Regions from separate parts of the Mus musculus genome. Here all the other regions are linked to region 1. Evidence: chromatin contacts called from public Hi-C, HiChIP or PLAC-seq and promoter capture Hi-C data. All regions are on one chromosome and are shown on one strand. The core of a region is the stretch at or near the end of the contact, and the rest is flanking DNA. Distances in the headings are between cores, read along the strand shown. Region 1 holds the start of Gaa (glucosidase, alpha, acid). Region 2 holds the start of Usp36 (ubiquitin specific peptidase 36). Region 3 overlaps Baiap2 (brain-specific angiogenesis inhibitor 1-associated protein 2). Region 4 overlaps Gm11767 (a long non-coding RNA gene). Region 5 overlaps Rptor (regulatory associated protein of MTOR, complex 1).

What was found. Promoter capture Hi-C pulls out the DNA fragments that hold promoters and counts their contacts. A called contact is a pair of places that touch in the nucleus more often than the background predicts. HiChIP or PLAC-seq counts read pairs in DNA pulled down with a chosen protein or histone mark.
Region 2: a contact with region 1 is called in a Hi-C map of the G1E-ER4 cell line, with 4 times the contacts expected there. The contact joins the promoter of Usp36 here to the promoter of Gaa in region 1. A contact is called at or near these places in 1 of 39 promoter capture datasets (liver), 3 of 484 Hi-C or Micro-C datasets (all in the G1E-ER4 cell line) and 1 of 115 datasets of contacts at active chromatin or transcription factors (pancreatic cancer cells).
Region 3: a contact with region 1 is called in a FOXA1 HiChIP or PLAC-seq map of pancreatic cancer cells. The contact joins the enhancer-like site here to the promoter of Gaa in region 1. A contact is called at or near these places in 3 of 39 promoter capture datasets (the C10 cell line, the HPC-7 cell line and embryonic stem cells), 1 of 115 datasets of contacts at active chromatin or transcription factors (pancreatic cancer cells) and 3 of 9 other capture datasets (adipose tissue, embryonic stem cells and liver).
Region 4: a contact with region 1 is called in a FOXA1 HiChIP or PLAC-seq map of pancreatic cancer cells. The contact joins the enhancer-like site here to the promoter of Gaa in region 1. A contact is called at or near these places in 4 of 39 promoter capture datasets (the C10 cell line, embryonic stem cells, liver and 1 more), 1 of 484 Hi-C or Micro-C datasets (B cells), 7 of 115 datasets of contacts at active chromatin or transcription factors (Th17 cells, astrocytes, bone marrow-derived macrophages and 3 more) and 1 of 9 other capture datasets (embryonic stem cells).
Region 5: a contact with region 1 is called in a promoter capture Hi-C map of the 3T3-L1 cell line, with 2.6 times the contacts expected there. The contact joins the enhancer-like site here to the promoter of Gaa in region 1. A contact is called at or near these places in 3 of 39 promoter capture datasets (the 3T3-L1 cell line, cranial neural crest and hippocampal neurons) and 2 of 115 datasets of contacts at active chromatin or transcription factors (bone marrow-derived macrophages and pancreatic cancer cells).

What each region holds. Positions count from the first base shown.
Region 1 is chr11:119,266,675-119,269,237 of GRCm38.p6, reverse strand. Gaa (glucosidase, alpha, acid) reads right to left here and starts at 1,275. Exons shown (of 20, transcript NM_008064.4): 1 at 1,016-1,275.
Region 2 is chr11:118,288,974-118,291,536 of GRCm38.p6, reverse strand. It overlaps Usp36 (ubiquitin specific peptidase 36), which reads left to right and starts at 1,293. Exons shown (of 21, transcript NM_001033528.1): 1 at 1,293-1,580.
Region 3 is chr11:119,978,475-119,981,037 of GRCm38.p6, reverse strand. It overlaps Baiap2 (brain-specific angiogenesis inhibitor 1-associated protein 2), which reads right to left. Exons shown (of 14, transcript NM_130862.4): 4 at 188-249. Among named protein-coding and RNA genes, the nearest start is that of Mir3065, 35 kb to the left of the region's middle. Within about 2 kb of position 1,272, at least 44 of the 459 cell types and tissues checked have an H3K27ac peak or open chromatin away from gene starts, as enhancers often do. A contact at or near this core is called in adipose tissue and pancreatic cancer cells, where this site is marked.
Region 4 is chr11:119,932,121-119,934,683 of GRCm38.p6, reverse strand. It overlaps Gm11767 (a long non-coding RNA gene), which reads left to right. Exons shown (of 5, transcript XR_001780400.2): 5 at 495-1,674. Among named protein-coding and RNA genes, the nearest start is that of Baiap2, 9.7 kb to the left of the region's middle. Within about 2 kb of position 1,288, at least 142 of the 459 cell types and tissues checked have an H3K27ac peak or open chromatin away from gene starts, as enhancers often do. A contact at or near this core is called in Th17 cells, astrocytes, bone marrow-derived macrophages and 1 more, where this site is marked.
Region 5 is chr11:119,862,212-119,864,774 of GRCm38.p6, reverse strand. All of the region lies in intron 20 of Rptor (regulatory associated protein of MTOR, complex 1), which reads right to left. Among named protein-coding and RNA genes, the nearest start is that of Rptoros, 29 kb to the right of the region's middle. Within about 2 kb of position 1,269, at least 167 of the 459 cell types and tissues checked have an H3K27ac peak or open chromatin away from gene starts, as enhancers often do. A contact at or near this core is called in bone marrow-derived macrophages and pancreatic cancer cells, where this site is marked.

The DNA.
Region 1 (2,563 bases), core at 26-2,525:
TCAAGAACAGCCAGAATGAAGAAATGGGTGGAGAACGGTTGGGAGTGGCTCCCAGGCTCCCAACACTCAAATGTGTTGATCAACTGGGATGGTCTCTGAACCCACGTGGCTGCCATGTTGAGACAGGGTCTGCAGTAGCCCAGGCTTGCCTTAACTTGCTATGAAGCCAGGGATGGCTTGGGTCCCTGCCACCATCTCCTACACGCTGGGCTTTCTGGCATTGGAGACCACAGCCAGCTCTGTTCAGTTCTGTGGGCCTTCGGTTACGTAGGCATGACTGAAATCCGTTACCATGGTGAGTGATTCTCCAGCATCTTGAGGGAGTTGGAGTGCTTGCGTAGGCTGCAGTTTCCTACCCTCCAATCACGCCTTGGTCTTTCAGGTGCCCAGCGGCCATAATGAGCCACCATAATGAGCCACAGAAAGATCCAGTGTGTGGATCTGGCTCGAAGACCAGAGACCCATTTTGTCTTTACTGCCGAGTAAGGCCCAGCTCCACCTGGCCCTTCCAGACGTAAGTGACACTGACCATGATTCAGCATCTAAGGACACTCGCAGGCTCAAATTCTGCGGGGCAGGGTGGGAATCTGCATTTTCCAGGACCCTCCAAGGAGGCCGCAGGGCGCAACTCAGAAACACACGCATTAGAACAAAGTCCCAGAAACTGGGAGCAGGCAGCTGAGGCCCGTTCTCTCAGCCACAATTTAGAGAAAAAAACATGGGAAGGAACTGAACTCAGAGGCCACGGCTGACCTGGTGACCTCAAGCTTGCTTTCTGGAAAGCAGCTGGATCGCTGCGTCACCAGGCACAGGCGTGTCCAAATCCAACCTGTCAGACACGGGAGGTCAAAGTGAAGGTTCTCGGTTTCTCTGTGCCTCAGTTTCCCCCTGCGTCACATACACACAGAGCTTTGCCCGCCTGGTACTGCGGGCACGAACTAGAATCCCGGACTTTACCGGAGCCTGCTGTCTTACTAAGGTCACCGTCCGTGGCTGCCTGGGTCGGGGGTCTCACCTATGCCGCGTGTCTCTGCTCGATTCTCCAAAGCAGGAACTCGCTGACAGTCGGCCCTGCCTGCCTGGAGGAGGCCGCTCCTCCGGAGGCTCTGGGGCCGGAGACAGCCTTCACCAGCTCGCCCAGCTCACCTGCGCAATCACCCTCCAGGCCGAAGACCCCCAGGCTCAGCGGGCAGCGTGGGTCACGTGGTCTGTGGGCGGGGCTCGTCCGCGCGGACCTCGTCACACGACCTCCTGCGTAGGCGGCGGAGTCCGTGTGAGTGTTATCGCTGCGCCCCCTAGTGGCTGAGGGCGACAGTGAGCGCAGGTGTTGGAATGGCAGCCATAGGACGTCATCGCGTTGCAAAAGCTCCAGTAGATTAAACCAGCCCAGACCTGGAGTCAGAGTCAAACACGTGATCGCACAGAAAACCTACGATGGTGAAACAGTAAATGATCCGGGGCATTTGATATAAGTATGATGCAGGTCATACATTGAGCCAGAAGCCCGGGGTAGTAGTGCAGGCATGTGATCCCAGCACTCGGGAAGCAGCAGCAAGAAAGATTGACAATTTGAGGCCAGCATACGACACCTGGTGAAACTCTGTTTCAAAAACCAAAGTTGGCAGGCCGGATGTAGATAGGGGTAGAGCACTGGCCTACCATGTGCAAGGCCCTGACTCTCCTGTACTGCTGGGACCACTGGGGGGTGGAGGGGCATTTGTGCCTCTGGCTGTCAAACTTTTGAAACAATGTACACCAAGAAATTCAACGCCCCCCTCCCCATCCCATGCTGGGAGAGGAGAAAGGCCTGAGAAGACGGTGTCCTCAGCTCTGGCAGCTTGTCGGAGCACAGTGTGTGCAGGCAGGATAATGAGAGCCAAGAGGACTGGCCAGCGAGGGAAGGTGGATGGACTCTGGCCAGCTTGAATGTGCTGAGCTTGGCTCTGGCAATCTTTCCCTTGTGCCCATTCCCTCTGCCTTGCTAAAGAAAAACAAAACAAAACAAAACAAACAAACATTAGATTACATTCCTAAAGCTAGCCATCAAGGTCTCTTCCCTTATTTGGCCACTTCCTCCGCCTAAGGCTGACTGCCAGGGGCCAGCTGTTAAAGTATTGAAGTCCAGCAATCCGAAGCCCCCTTTGGTTCATGTAATTAATACACCAAACCAAACCTTACCACCGCATGCTAGCCCATCCTAACACAGGCCTCCCCTTCTCTCTTCTTTTTTTTTTTTTTTTTTTTTTGTGTGGTTTTTTGAGACAGGGTTTCTCTGTGTAGACCAGGCTGGCCTCGAACTCAGAAATCCGCCTGCCTCTGCCTCCCGGGTGCTGGGATTAAAGGCGTGCGCCACCACGCCCGGCCCCTTCTCTCTTCTTAAAAATGACACCAGCAGCCAACAATGGCAGCACACGCCTTTGATCCCAGCACTGTGAGGCAGAAGCAAGTGGAGCTCTGATTTTCAGGACAGCCTGGTGTACATACAGAGTGAGTTCCAGGATAGCCAACGGTACACAGAGACCCTGTCTTGGGCCCGCCCATCCCCCCTTACACCTGCCGAGTC
Region 2 (2,563 bases), core at 44-2,543, 980 kb after region 1:
TTGCAAAGTAACAGGCTAATTAGAACAACATCTGGATTAAAAACCTAGGTCTTATGCCAGGTGCCAGCTCCCACACAGGAAGCGTGCTAAAACAGTGAATTTCCCAGGAACTGTATCAGGCTCGGGACAGCAAAAGCAGTAATTCATTGTAGCCAGCCTAGAACAGTGGGTTTATAGAGCCAGCTCCAGCCAGACACAAAGAGTGGTCAGAGAACAAAGAAGTCGGTCTAAATAAAGAGGGAGGATTCTGGGACTGGAACTCAATAGTTAATAGCCCCTACTTCTCTTACAGAGTACCAGAGTTTGGTTCCCAGCCCTCACACTGGGAGCTCACAACTTAGAGCTGCCTGTAATTCCAGTTCTAAGAGAGGATGAGACACCAGTGGCCTCCACAGGCACCTACACTCAGATATTCTTCCCCTATACGTATGTAATTCAAAATCTTTTTAAAACTAAGAGAACTTTTTTTTTCTAATTTAGGTCATATGTGTCTGCCACATGTAGAGTTACATGAGATTTTGAACCACCACTGTATGGGTGCTGGGAAGTCCTTGGAAAGAACGACAAGCCATCTTAACCTCTGAGCCATCTTTCTAGCTCTAAAAGGGACATTGGTATAGGCTAACAGGATTTGGTCTTTGCCATTACTACCCCATCAGCCCCCACTCCCACCCCCTTTTTTAAAGACAAGGTTCTGCTACGTGGTCCAGAAGACATTCTCCAATGATCCTCCAGCCTTGGCCACTTAAGTTAAGCGGTGGAGTGGCTATAGCCAGCATCTCAAGGATCCCAGAGATGACGTTTAAGTTCTGATCATCCCCCACCCCCTCCACTCCTCAGAGTTGCAGAAACTGCTTTCTTGTGCCACAGCGCCTGTTTCATGCAGTGATGGATGGAACCCAGGGCCTCATTCCATGCCCGGCTTGCTAGGGTTTTTTTTGTTTTTTTGTTTTTTTTCAAAAGGACGCCTGCAGGTAAGAACTAACGAACGGTGAATCTTCAAAGCCTCGGTGGCTTGCACTGAACGTGAGCCCTGAGCTCCTCGCCGCAGCACACTGGGCCTGCGCACTGGCAATGTCAGGCACGCAAGCGGAAGTGACGCCACTCGCGTACACCGCGGGAACCACGCCAAGCCGCAGCAGGGTCTCTGGACTCCGGGACGCTTCCGGAGCTTTTAGCTCTACGCGCTTGCGTCATCGCGTAGACTGGCAGGCCTGCGGGGCGGAGGGGTGACGTGTGCGTCGCGAATAGCAGAGAAGGGAGGGTCCAGGGAGACAAGTCGCCGTTAGCTCCGCCTCTTAAGGCGAACGTGCCCTTCACGCGGACTCAGGGAGCACATTGCAGTGCGGCTCCTTTAAACGTCGTGGTGACACGTGTGTGAGGCTCTGGAGGCCCGGATGGTGCGCATGCTGGCCCGGCCCGGATCGGACGCTGGTGCTGCGCGGGCCTTCCGCGGGTTCCCGAGAGGCCTAGGAGGTCGAGGTCGGGCGCGGCGGAGCGCAGGAGCTTCCGCGGGGCTTGGGACGAGGAGGGTGCGCGTTCTACCCGCGGGTTTTGGGGACTCCAGCGAAGGCTGACAGGTGCGTGCGTGGCCGGCGAGGGCACCGGGGAACGCAGAAAGAACATCGGACGCAAGGGACAGGGATCGCCGGGAAGGACAGGGCGTGAGAGGGGCGTAGGGCAACACTGGAGAAGGTTGGGGTGCGAGGGACTTGGAGGAACAAGGGATGCCAGGGACTCCGAGGAAGGGACAGGTGATGTGAGGGGTGCCTGTAAACCCTAGCGTAGCCAGGGAATTGCATCAGTCTTCATCCCAGGGAGCTTCTGGAACGTGAGGTCGCTGGGATCGCGGTTGTTCTCTCAGAGCGGGTTTTCCTTTGAAGGTTCCCGGAGCTGGAAATCTTAGGGTGGAGGTATAGCTGTAGTCCATTTTATAGACTAGGGCAGGGTCAGATCCTTAACACGGATCCACACCGAAATGTAATAGCAGGATAGCATTCTAACCAAAATGCCCATTGCTTATGGTGTGTGATTGTGTGTGCGCGCGCGAGCCTGCCTGCGTCTGTGGCGTGACCCTTGGTGATGGAGATGGTGGAATAGCATCCTAAGACAGGGAGGCACCTTGGATGCCTGAGGATGCCAAAGAGCATGTAGTTCAACTGTTCCCTGACTTGGAATGCTCTGCGGTGGGATGCCTTGGAGGCCCCAGCTCTGTCTTCGCCAGCATGTAAGTGACCCTGAGAATCTGACTTGAGTATTTCTTGGAAAACAGCTTAAAGAGCTGAAGGAAATGCTTTGTTTAAATGACATCTGTCAGAAGGGAGGAGCCAGGCTTGAGTTCCGAATTAGATATGTAAATTGGGCGTGCAGAGTATCCTAGTCCTTGAGAGACCTGGGTCGAGGAAGCATCCCGGTTGGCCTGAGAGTCACACGTGCTGCGTGTGCATGTTAGAGGGTTTGCTGGGAACTACACGAACATTTTTCTCGCTCCTACATCACATAGCCGTATCTTCCAGGTAGAATGATAGACACTTTTTTCCTGCTATAGCTTCAAAAATGATCT
Region 3 (2,563 bases), core at 23-2,522, 710 kb before region 1:
CTGGCTCCCTTTCTTTTTACAGGGCCCGAGACCATAAGTCATCTTCCTGGGAGATCACTGTGGCTATGGAAGTCCCAAATGGACACACAGCTGTAGCAAACAGCCAGTCTTCTTCACTGACACCTGATGCCCTGCTCACTATGTCTGCTCCTTGAACCCATGGAAGAGGTCCCACAGCCAAACTCACCGTCTCTTCCAACTGGTTCTGGATCTGCCGGTGCACCTCAGCCATCTGGAAGAGGACGTCCCCTGGAGGAAAGAAAGTGGGTTAGAGATTTCCAATCACTGTGCCTACACCAGGGCTAGACACTGGACACCACAGACATTCTGTGACTCTAGACTCTAGATGGGAAGGGAAGGAGGAACAGAAAAGTCTAAAATGATGATCGATTTGTGACTGAGTTAGAGTGCCTGGTGTCCCGTGGGAGCACTAATGTCCAGCATGAAGCACATGCTCCGGACAGACATTGCTCAGGACAGACATGTGATAGACATGTGATAGAAGAACCTGTGCAGATGGGCTCTTCCCTTGGCACAGCTCTGAGAACAAATGAGCACCTACACAGACCTCACACTCACTCAGACACCAGCTACACCTACACAGACCTCACACTCACTCAGACACCAGCTAGCCAATGATGTCCTTCCTGAGCCCCACACCAGAGCAGAAACACCTCCTAGTATAGGACACAGGGAATTAACTACTGTCTCTGACCCAAGGCCTCTCTGCCAGAGTTCATAAGAAAAGAAATAAGAGCTAAATGGCACTCTGGGCTTGGCTCCTCATCTGGCTCCAGCCTCTGGAGGAGGAGCTAGTCTCAGAGCCACTCGCTTTGGCAGAGTGTGCCCTTTGTACCAGTGGTGCTCCAGTGACTCTGGGATCAGCGGGGCTGGTGGGCCCAGAATGGCTGGCAGGAAGGGGGACTGATGCTTTGGACCAGCTTCAGTGGCCACAGAGCACTGCTCATGGGCGTGGTGTGGGCGTGGATCTGGCCCCATAAACACTTTTCAGCACATGAGCACTTCAGGGGCCCTGCTGTGCCCGGCCTACCTATGAAGAGAAGCTAAGACAACAGAGGCTCAGCAGCTCAGCAGTCAACGCCATCTTGGCTTTTTCAGCCTGGGTATCACCTAGCTCATTCCCACTTGCCTCTGGCACACACTCCAGGCTAGACTAATGTCCGGTTTTTTTCTAATGTTGGGCTGAGCTGAGCCTCCAGCCGTCTGCAAAGTCATCACTAAGCTGACACACACCCATCCCCAGCTTCTGACAAGTATACAACAGAGAGAGAGAGAGGCAAAAGAAACAGCCCCGAGGACCAAGGGCCAGGCACACTTTTTTTCAGTCCAACAGTGACTCATCAGTAGATCCCAGCACCTACCTCCCACTCCATGCCTAGAGATGAGGCCGAAGGGTCTTGGTTAGCTACTTTGCTGTGTTCTTGACCCACAGTGTGCCCTCCTGTTGTCAACTGAGCCTGAGACCCTAGTTCCTCTTCTTTTTCCAGGGCCCTGAGACCTCGAGTCACGCTCAGGGTCTCATGCTTAGTTGTCACAGGGGGGCATGTAATGGGTCAGGTACAAAGGCACCTAAGACAGTAAGCCCGCCCGCCCGCCCTCTCTGCCACAGGCCCGCCTCATCTGTAAAATAAACGCCCTCATTTTCTCGTATGTGGAGAAACCCAGCAGTCTCGCTCTACTTACTTGGTTGGCAACTATCTGTTAACTCCCTTTGAGGAGTCCCAGATACTGGCTAGTGCTGTGGACATAAACGAGGAGAGCCTATGCCTGTGTCTGAAGCTGGAACCCTTTCAGATGCAGGCCTTTTCTCCCAAGGAGCCCTCCTTCTGGCACCCACTATCACCAGCTAGAAACCAAAAGGAATCCTCTGACAACTTTCCTCTAGGACCTCAGCTTCCCTCTGGGAGTTCATCTAGGACGCATGGAGGTCAGATTCTTGGGAACTCTCTTAGTCCCAAAAGTTGTTTTAATATCAATGATCACAGGGACCCTGAGCACAGTACAGGTTGCCTACAGCGGCGAACACGGCTTGCAAGGCTATGCCAGCCAACTGGCCCCAGTCAGCAGAAAAGAACTCTCTAAGTCAGCAGGGTGGTCAGTGGCCCATGGTCAGACTTACCCTACCAGCCCCACTCTGCTTGCCCACCACCTCCCTGCAGTTCATCCTCTGTGGGCAAAGGGCAAACTCAACAGCTGCCTGGAACTTTGTATAGACCATCTAATTTACCTGGATACATGTACCTGTGGCTGCCAGGGCTAAAAACCTCAGCACAGCTATCTGCCTACCACCCTGTCCCAAGAATCTATGACCACAGGCCTAACACCACACTCCTATAACACAGGGGTACAATAGTCCCCCCAGAGACTGAACTCCTAGAGATGACAGGGCTGTCATATGGCCAACAGGAAGCTGTGATCACAAAGTCAGTGACAACCTACACACAGAGAGACAGGGCAAGTAGCCTCTAAGGTTTGCCAGGTCCCTCTGAAAAGGATGGAAGTCCCATTTGTAGCACACTCTAGATCTGGACTCTAATGTGCT
Region 4 (2,563 bases), core at 39-2,538, 670 kb before region 1:
ATTGTTACATATTTAATGTGTACATAAACATATGCACACACATAATAACCCACTAGGTCCATTCTGCTTTGATTATACATATATACGTCCCTGCTGACCTCTTGGAACTGGCCAAGAGTCTTCTCTTTTTAAAAAAGAGCCACAGCCTCTACCCCAGAGAGCTATGTGGGAAGGAGATTGTGGGTGCCCGGAGACAACCGGCTTGCACCTGGCCACAGCTCGCAATCTTCACTCTTGATGAAGCATGACAGATGCCCACTGACACAGACACATGAGTGAGGTGAGGGAAAGTCCCCACCTGCTCCTTACAGACACCTGTGAGAGCCCAGGCACGGACAGGGCCATTCCCTGCAGCTGACAGCACCCCAGGACTGAGGGGTGGAGTAGCTGAGCCTCACTCACAGGGTGCTGGAAGGGGAACAGTGACCCTGGGCAGGGTGGGTGTCCCCAGTTACAGGCCTGATGATGGGGTAGTACACACCTCCTTCCCATAGGTAGCAACTATGCCTGCTGTACCTGGCAAGAACGGGCTTGTTGAAGAGCCACAGAAGCTAACCCTGCTCTGCTCTGCGCTGCTCTGCTCTGAGGACCAGCACCTTCATACCCCACTACCACCCTCCCTCCGTAGCCCTTGCTAACCTGGGGTTGCTGCTCTCACCACATCCTGCACAGAGCCTCCCACACGTCATTGTCCCTGTAAGCAAGGGATCTTAGGCTGTCCTGCCTTGGGGGACTCCCACACTAGTGAGGTCAGAGGGCAGCTTGCCCAAGTTCATTCCCTCCTACCATTGGAGTCCCAGTCAGACTCAAGGCCTCCCACCACTGGCCCAGCAGAAAGTTGTGTGTGTGTTTGAGACCTGGTCTCTGTGTAGCCCTGGCTATCCTGGAACTTGCTATGTAGACCAGGCTGGCTTCGAATTCAGAGATCCACCCATCCCTGTCTCCAGTGCTGGAATGAAAAATGAGCACCACCATGCCCAGTAGAGTCTCCGCTCTCATCTTGTCAAATGTCCCTGAGATCTCGAGCTGAAATGAGGACAGTATAAACTAATTCTAAGCACTTGTCACAAAAGCAAGGGTGGTGGCAGTCAGAGGCTGAGTAACAGGGCGTGGGGCTGGCAGCAGGGTGCAGGGCCAGCATCCTCGAGAAGTGCCTTTCCTGCAGGGTTGTGGCTCAGGTAGTCATTCCCAAGAACTCATTGGCTCTAGGCTTTGAGCCCCTGGCAGGCACTTAGAGGGGAGGAAATGCCTGTGGCTAGCTCAGGCTGGGCCAAGGGAGTTTCCACCATCCCTCCCAGTTCCAGCAGCAGTGAGATCCCAGGGCCTCTGGCCACATTGGGCCACAACAGCAGCTTCATTCCTAGGCGACGGTCTGAGTCACCATCTGTGGGCTCTGGCTCCTCACCAGCTGGGCTTGCAGCCTTAAGTTTGCCACAGTTTGGCCTCAGCTGAGTCTCCATCACCACTTCGGCCATTTTTCTCTGCTGTTTCCTTTCTTTAAGCAGAAATGTGATGCAAATGGGTTCCAGGTCTGTGCCTGCTGTCACCCGCACACACTTCCAGGGCTGATGTCATGGGTTAGATTCTGGTGGTGCCAGGTCAGAGGCCCCCCACACACTATCACTTGTTGGCCACTGCAGGGCTTTGCAAATAAAGTTTTGGTTTTTTACTGTCTTTAAAATGTTCAATTTATGTATAGGAGTATTTCCCTTGCATGTATGTGTGTGCACCACAAGAGTGCCTGGTGCCCTCAGAGGTCAGAAAAGGGCATTAGATTCTCTAGACACACGGGGTCCTGGGAACTGAACCTGGGTCCTCTGCAAGAGCAACATGTGCTCTTAACTGCTGAGCCATCTCTCCAGTCCCTGTTTGTTTTTGAGACAGCCCAGGCTGGCCTCATAATCACTACAGAGTCAAGGATGACCTTGATCTGGTCCTCCTACCTCTGCCTCTTGAATGCTGGGATCACACTTGGGGCTGGGAATAGGGCTCACTTTGCACGCTGAGCCAGCTCCCCGGGCCCTGTAAGTGAAATTGACTTAGAGTCCGGCCATGCCTGTGCACACTTCTTCCTGTCACTGCAGAGTTCAGACACGCAGGCCACAACTCCCAGAGCATTCTTTTCAATAGGGACATTGATGCTCTAGCTTCCCCCACCCCCCCACCCCCGCAGGAAGCCGCTGGCCACCTCACACCAAGCCTGAGGCACTGAACTGACTGGAGGGGTGGCGGGATTTGCTTCAGCTGCCCCTGGTTGGCTTCTGTTTCTAGGACCCATCCTCCAGGCTTCCAGCTGTGGACACACTGAGAACCCCTGCCTGTGTCTCCTGCTCTGGAAACCCCCGGCCCTCTGCTCTGCTCTGTTCTCCACAGTTGCTGCCAGCTCTTTACCACCTCCCACCACTGGGAAGGGAAGCTCGGCAACCTTGAAGCACAGGCTGGTCCTCCGGTTGCCACTCTTGTGTGTCTTCTTCGGTTTTGAGACAGGATCTGATTTATAGTCCAGGCTGTCCTCAAAACCACAGGGATCCGGTCGCCTTTGCCCACCCTCCCCACCCCACAG
Region 5 (2,563 bases), core at 20-2,519, 600 kb before region 1:
TTTATGTGGGATGCACAGCTGTGGCCACTGCCCTCTCTACATGTACTTTGTTACTTGTTGAGCTCTGCTTGTCCACTCTCTAATGACTGCTGACTTGCGTGCTCATCTATAGATGGGAAGTGAATCCAACTTCCCTTCCATTAATCCTGGGCTGTGTAGGGCAAAGCCTGAGCCATGGCAGCTATGTATACCCACTCACTAAGAGGGTGCCGAGGTCAAGTGGGCTGCACCTCAGCTCCTGAATACAGAGCTTCTCTTTTGAGCTGAGTAAGGCATTTCTGCCTGTCACTGAGGGGCTAAGTCTTAAGACAGGAATTTAAAAAATAATTATTTAATTTAAAAAAATGGTGTGTGTGTATGTGGTGTGTGTGTGTGGTATGTATGGTGTGTGTGTGGTATGTGTGGTGTGTGTGTGTGAAGGTCTGTATGAGCACCATGTGCATGTAAGAACCGAGTGAAGTCAAAGGAGGATCCCTGGACCTGGAGTTATGCATCAGAGGTGCTGAGAACGGAACCCACATCTCCCGCAAGAGCACTGAGAGCTCCTAACCATTACGCCATGTGTCCAGCTGAGACAGGCATCTCTATAAGGCGACAACACAGGACTGCAAAGACTCGATGTCAGTAGTTCTAAGCCTCCAGTGAGCCCAGGAAGCAGTAAGTAGGAAGGCACATGTGCCAGGAGACCTAGGCCTGTGATAAGCCTGGATGTGGTGGAGGAATGTAGCTTGGGTTGCACAGTGGCAGGAAAATCCAAAGAAAGCAGCCTTCTCACTCCGTGCTCTCTCATGTGGCTACAACTCAGAAGTAGAGGACTGACATTTCAACTTAAAACTCTACAGTTCCAAACACTGGGCTAGATTTACAAGTAAAGTCTAAGAAAACTAGTACAATCAGCTTAGAATCTCTCTGGGTGAAATGTCCTCAGATCCGATTTCCAGCTCTGAGGTATGGAGTTGCTAAGCAGCAGCTGAGGAGAGGAGAAGGAGGTGGCTTCCAGTGTACTCTAGAGACAGGGCCACATGTTCTGCTTTCAGTTTCCCCTGAGAGACAGGGAACTGGCCACTCAGATGGAGTTGGCAGCGCCTCTCTAAGCGACAGCAAGTGCTCACACAGCTACCTCTGGTACTCTCAGGCATCCTCCTGGGGAGTGACACGCTGCTTCCTGCAAAGCTCAGTTGCCACGTGGCACCAAGCTGTAAGGGATCTATCTCGAAGCTTCTGGTGAACCGTGTTACTCAGATGTCGGACGGACTGACGTCACAGACTGGGGAGGGGCTGGTGCGTGACTAATGAGGGCTCAGGCCCTCCCTCCCTCCCTCAGCTTACTGACCAAACTCAGCAGACACTGAACAGAGTAGGTAGTCACAGGTGGAGTCCTAAAGCCCCTGTGGCCTCATGGGCTGGGGTGGCAGATACAGAATAAAGAACTCTGGGGAGTCCTTTAGAATCAGGAACCCCACAGAACACTGCCAGAAAAGTCTAACAATGTGCAGGACATGGAGAAAGGGAGACACTTGTAAATATTACTGTGTAGTTTAAAGCCTATTTCAATGACTGGGCTGACTGTGGATGTTGAGCTCTGTGTGACACCGTAGCAGAGAACACAACTCTAAGCTTTACCACCCTCTGACTGGGATGGGAGGCACAGTTGTTTTAGTGGAAAGGGAAGCTGTGGTTACAAATTACCTCTTGATTTCACATCAGCCCTGATTTGCCAGGAGTGATTCTCCCTGGCTCCTTGCCAAATCAACTGCCCTGTCTTAACATCTCCAAAATACAACCTGCCACCCTCACACACGGATCAGGGCCCATGGGACTGAGGTAAGGACACTGGGTTCTGCCTCAAAGCAGAGGCAGGAACTGGGCCTGGCCGGCAACTTGCTACTTGCTAAGCTCTAGAAGGGCTAAGGATCTATTTTCATGTCTAGACTAGAAGTAATAAAAGACCGTGATGTTCTAGGATTGATTTTCAGAGCAGTGGCCACAGCTTTCTGAATAGCATGTGGTGAAGTGCAGTCTCTCAGAGCTCTGCAGCTGTTTCTGAACCTCAGAGCCTTATTGGGAAAGGACTGTATAGACACGAGGCTGCGAGTCCTCATCTAGGGCTTGAAGAGCTGGCAGAGTGAGGTCAGGTCCTCTGATGATCTGGAAATGGCCAAGACTTCTGCCAGTCTTTAGAAACACAGGTCCCAGGGCTGGGGGAGTGGTGGCAGTGGCTGGCGGTGGTGGGTGGTGGTGGCTGCGTGTGTATGTGGCCATTGTATTTGTTCTTCCTTGTGCGCCTGTCATGGTGCTTCAGAGTAAATCTAGTTATACCTTCCCTTCTGAGTCTAAGCTGTCGGCCTAATGTATAGAACCTTTGGGGGGTGTTATACTGACCCACTGCTCTGGCCTCCTATCTCCAGTGACCCTGGAACATCTGCATGGTCTTTGTAGTTGACCCTCAGCATCCTCGTATGACCCACTAAGCTTTGGTCACCACAGCAGGGACTGTGTGTGATAGGTGAGCACTCCCCCACTGAGCTACATTCCTAGCATTAACTCTCTCCAGCAAGTCCCT